Regions from separate parts of the Mus musculus genome. Here region 1 is linked to region 2. A link is a contact called in public Hi-C data. All regions are on one chromosome and are shown on one strand. Each heading gives the region's core, a stretch centred on a gene start, on an enhancer-like site or on the middle of the called end of the contact. The rest is flanking DNA. Distances are from core to core; before and after follow the strand shown. Region 1 has its middle 230 kb from the start of Ar. Region 2 has its middle 54 kb from the start of Eda2r.

Evidence for each region. A called contact is a pair of places that touch in the nucleus more often than the background predicts.
Region 1: a contact with region 2 is called in a Hi-C map of uterus, with 3 times the contacts expected there. The contact joins two enhancer-like sites. A contact is called at or near these places in 2 of 484 Hi-C or Micro-C datasets (cardiomyocytes and uterus).

Annotation. Positions count from the first base shown.
Region 1 is chrX:98,379,072-98,381,771 of GRCm38.p6, reverse strand. No RefSeq gene overlaps it. Among named protein-coding and RNA genes, the nearest start is that of Ar, 230 kb to the right of the region's middle. Within about 2 kb of position 1,376, at least 27 of the 459 cell types and tissues checked have an H3K27ac peak or open chromatin away from gene starts, as enhancers often do. A contact at or near this core is called in uterus, where this site is marked.
Region 2 is chrX:97,430,179-97,432,878 of GRCm38.p6, reverse strand. No RefSeq gene overlaps it. Among named protein-coding and RNA genes, the nearest start is that of Eda2r, 54 kb to the right of the region's middle. Within about 2 kb of position 1,413, at least 60 of the 459 cell types and tissues checked have an H3K27ac peak or open chromatin away from gene starts, as enhancers often do. A contact at or near this core is called in uterus, where this site is marked.

The sequences.
Region 1 (2,700 bases), core at 127-2,626, 950 kb before region 2:
AAGATACCATGCCATACTGCCTTGTCTGCCTCTACATTCCTGTACCAAATTAAGGATCATATACAGGTTATCTTGTTTTGTTTTGTTTTGTTTTACCCTGCTATATACTAGGTCCAACTGCTAAATACTATGGCACAATTCTTACTCATGAATTATGAGAGAAAGTCCTTTGAAGAGCTTCTGAGATTTCACTTTACCTAAAAATAGGATGAAAAGCAACAATTTCTCTGTCAGGCTTTGAGTATCGTGGTATGAACATTTGATGCTTGGCACCCTTGTACTCACCTGTTGGCATGCTAATGAGATTTAACTTCAATCCTTGCTATCTATTGAGTCACTGATTCGAGCAACACCAGAATGTACCATCTTCAGAATATTTGTGAAAGAGAAGGATTTTTAAAAATCACAAGTTAGTTAATTTTATTTAAGTTGCTGCCATTTGAGTCTTAAGGGCTTCAAGATGATGCAAATAGGTTATGAAGGGAAACTGCTAAGTTAGGTTACATTAAATGTGGGGAAAAAAACTGAGTTGCCTAGGTATTTGGTGCTCAGGAGGCAGTTCAATATGTAGGAATGAAAACAAAACAAGATATGGGTTTGTCTTAGGCACTGAAGAAAGAGGCCTTTTTAAAGAAAATGTACCAAGAGGTCTTGATAGTCACTGTAAAATGCCACTGTCATAATGGTTAATATTTCAGTAATTCCCATATATGGTGTTCTCTTCCAAGGTTATAGGTAAAGAATAATAGGAATCTGCAAAAGAGGAGACATGAACCTCATTAGAATCAGTAATAATGCCTCCAAGAAGAAACCTTAGAGTTTGCTCAGTATAATCTCAGAAAATGCTGATAATGCTGTCAATCCTCTTTGCTTCCCACATCCCACATTCTGAGCTTTCCTTATAGTAGTAGCTCCAGCAAAAAATCCATTCCCCTTAAGGGACTTCCCTTGGATGTGTTAATCAGCTCATCCTTGTTCTTATAATTCTATTAAACCCAATGGTCTATAACTAAGTTCCTATATATGCTTACAGCCACCAGAGGACAGTACGGTCTAGACAAGCCTTGCCAGCCAGCAATTCAAGCCAGTCCTCCTGGAATCATTTATTGCCTGGATCAGAGGCCCACCTGCCACTGTCTTTAATTTTAGTCTGGGCACGAGAGGCAGTAGAAAGGAACCTCACAGGCACTGGGTTTTAAAGTAAACTGTAATGCCTTGTTTTTGTTTTCATTGCTCAGTTTCAGGCTTTGTGGGGTAGCAAGAACTCCTCATGGTCTCAGAGACATGGATTAAAGCCAAAAGTAGCTGGGAGCACAGGCCAAGGGATATATTTGGAAGGTGGATTCCAACTCCTCTTCCTCCGGAAGGGGCAGGCGGGCCTTGGCCTTATGCCCAGATCGCAGAACCGTAGACTCAGAGCTGAAAGAATCCTTAGCACAACAAGCAGAAATCTTTAGTTTACTGGCCCGTGACTGCCCTAAAATTATATGCTGAATTGTGGTGTCTGCATCCAAAGATTTCATCAGAGTCTCAGAAGTCTGAGATGCCACAAAAGGTTAAGAAGAACCCAATACTTTAAGTCACAGATGAGGCCCTAAGAAGGGAGAGACGTGCCCAAGGTCAGTTATTCAGGAGTAGAGCTGGACTAAAAATCAAGTAGACATGCTACACTACAAAACATAATTCTTAAAATGTTTGCGTTCAAACTGGAGAGTAAGGACCCAGGGTTATGTCAGAGGTAAGCTGGAGCTGGATATAGTGTCTTCCAGAGGCTCGCTCTCCTCGCCCCCTTCTTTCCCTCCTCTCTGTTTTTGTCTCTCTTTGTGTGTGCATGTGTGTACTTATGTGTGTGCATGTGAGTGTGCATATATGTGTGTGTGTGTGTGTGTGTGTGTGTGTGTGTGTGTGTAGGTGCCTGTGTTTATGTAGATAGTAAGATGGGTTGGATGTTTTGGAGAAGTTCTTAGAGTGCTTTCCCTATGATTGTATCTGCTTACTTCTTTTTTTCACTGTGATCACTAAGTTTCCTTGGAATCTACCTCCATATGCCACAACAAAGTTTAACTGTTAATTGGGCACAATCTTCATAACTCCTCTCTTATTTGGGCTTATAAAAATGGGCCTTGGTCATACTCAATGCTGGGCTATGACAGAATTAGAATAATAATTATTATAGTAAAAAATAATTAGAGAATATTACAGTATTTTCTAACTATCCCAATTTTGTTATTAGATTAGTGGCCAATAGAATGCCAGAAAGAGAAGAATCTTAGAAAATGCATACATCCAATTCCTTGACTATACAAATGAAGCTCTATGTCCTTCCAAAGGAAGCAATGTCCCATAGAATGTATGGAACTATAGCTATACCCACTATTATATGAATACTATTTTTTCTACCACATTGGCTGTATGTCTTAGCTAGGGTTTTATTGCTGTGAACAGAAACCATGACCAAGACAATTCTTATAAAGGACAACATTTAATTGGGGCTGGCTTACAGTTTCAGAGCTTCAGCCTTAATTATCATTAAGGCAGGATCATTGGCAACATTCAGATAAGCATGGTGAAGGAGGAGCTGAGAGTTCTACATCTTCATCTGAAGGCTGCTAGCAGAATATTGGCTTTCAGATAGCTAGGATGAGGGTCTTAAAGCTCATGCCCACAGTGACACACATACTCCAACAGGGCCATAACTTC
Region 2 (2,700 bases), core at 164-2,663:
AACATTATTCTAATTAAGGTTCTGAGAAAAGAATTGTCTTGATTGTCCTATACATTACCTACAAATAGAAAAGGAAACAATGCTAGCCCTGGTGGTACATGCATGTATTCCCAGTTTTGTGGAGGTTGCAGTAAGAGAATTGTGAGTTCAAGGCCTGCTTAGGCTGCAATAGAGAACTCAAAATCAGTCCACGAAACTTGGAGAGTATTTCTCAAACTAAGCAGTTGTAATTGGTGGGAATATCTCAGTGGAAGAGCATTTATTTGTTGAGCATGTGCAAGGCAATAGGCTCAATCTCTAACATCATAAGAGAAATTTGCTGAGTACATACAAAATGGCATGTAGCACTACAGAAACTGGAGATTTGAACATGTTTTCTTTTCTCTGAGTGCATAGCAGATACTGAGGGAAAAGACAACAAATACATCATCAATAACAAAAGTTGACAATGTTGTTACTTTTTTGTTTTGTTTTGTTTTGTTTGTTTGTTTTTTGGAGACAGGATTTCTCTGTATAGCCCTGGCTGTCCTAGAACTCACTCTCTAGACCACGCTGGCCTTGAACTCAGAAATCCACCTGGCTCTGCCTCCTAAATGCTAGAATTAAAGGCGTGGGCCACCACTGCCTGGCTTGTTACAATGTTTAAAATCTTACCCCTTCTAGATTAGTGCTAGGAGCCATGCTATCTGAGTTGTGTGCTACTTAGAAGAGTGCAGGAATATAGCACATTAAGGAAGAGAACAGACTGTGCAAACAATTAGTGTAAAACAGATGATCTGACTTGTTTCACATGGGCAAGGGGGTCTTTAAGGCTGTCAAATGACAAATAAAACTGTGACTATGCTTCATATCTGACAAAAATTTGATTAGATTTATGGTCAGGTTTTTGATAACAACTTGAGGTTTTTAAATTGGAAAGTAATCGAAAAGAGTACAGAGAAGAGCATGACACCTTAGAATTAGAAGAAAATATCTTAAGCTGGGCCACAAAGGGCTCTGTTTTTGCCCCTCCCCATTTTACGATTTTGAAATCCACCCAAAAATTAATAGTAAAATGAATAACTTGAGGAAGTGCATATTACAGAAATATATACTGTATATGAAGAAAACACAACGTCTGACAGTATATGGTTAGGACCTCAGAGAAATGTGTACTCCAGCGCCCTCTGCTGAATTCTTATGTCTATTTTCCTAAATTCTTGTGACGCAGTTTCGGATTCAAAGCTAAAGTGGCAAGGACCCTGCACCACAGACATAACAGGGTTGCTAGTAACAGCATTGAGGGGATTGGCAAAGACCTTAACCTCTGGTTTGGGTTGGCAGCCCGCAGGAGAGTATAAGCTCATGTTTTTGGACAAGTAGATGTCCGTAAACATTAAGAATAAAGCTGTTGTCATTACAGAGCAGCAGTCCAGCAGGTGGAGATAGAGGGTAACAAGAGGGCCTCAGCTTCTCTGAAATTTCTAGAACTGGACTGCTTTATTAGAGTTTAAGGCTGTGTTCCAAGTTTTCAATGATGGAATTAATCTTTGGAGCTATTTCTTTTATTATTATTTTCTTCAGAGTTTCCAGAATAACCTACACTACAAAGATTTTAGGCAGTGGTGTAGAGAACAGTATATAAACACATACACATGTAAATTTGTGCACTTTTGGGAAGGGAATGTCTTTACCTTTCATTAGATTTTCACAAAGCATTTGTTTGGTAAGTGCTTGCATTAGAAGACAGAACCCTGGGCCATTGATAGGACACTGTAATTGCTTTTCAGAATTCTAGAGCCAAACTCTCTTTGTAATATTTACTAGGCTTGTTCCTAGCTTGAAATCCCAGGCAATGTTCCCAGCTTGTCTCTGACACACCTGCCTCATCCATAAAATGGGCTTACTAGCAGCATTAATGAAATAGCTGATGGAAATGAGTCTAGGCTTCCCCAAGAGTTCAGTAAGCCTTGGCAACATTTTAATACATCATGCTGATATAAAGACTCAAAATCCATTATCTCCTTTGATGTTAAATACAATTGTATGAAACGTGTTTGCACTTAAAGGAATATGAGATAGACAGACTAAATTACTTGAACAAGATCATGCAGTCAAGTTAATGACAAAATGAGACACTAGAAATTTTTTTAAAAAGTACAAAAAACCCTTACCATAATTGACTGCTATAAAATCCTTATATTGATGATTTAAGCCCAAATTCTGATTCTGGATTTCATTTTACAGTTGAAAAATGATATCCCATATGGTACTGTACCCAGTCTTAGCTTAAACATGTGTTACAAGAAGCAAAATATATCTTAGAAGAATCCAGTATATTTACGGAAGAAAACTTCATTACCATGTGCTTTGTAAATACTGAGAATTCTCTTTTTTTTTAGAGCTAAAATTTCTTTTTTAAAATTTTTATTAGATATTTTCTTCATTTACATTTCAAATGCTATCCCAAAAGTCCCCTATATCCTCCCCCCACCCTGCTCCCCAACCCACCCACTCCCACTTCTTCGCCCTGGCATTCCCCTGTACTGGGGCATATACAGTTTGCAAGACCAAGGGGCCTCTCTTCCCAGTGATGGCCGACTAGGCCATCTTCTGCTACATATGCAGCTAGAGACACGAGCTCTGGGGGTACTGGTTAGTTTATATTGTTGTTCCACCTATAGGGTTGCAGATCCCTTTAGCTCCTTGAGTACTTTCTCT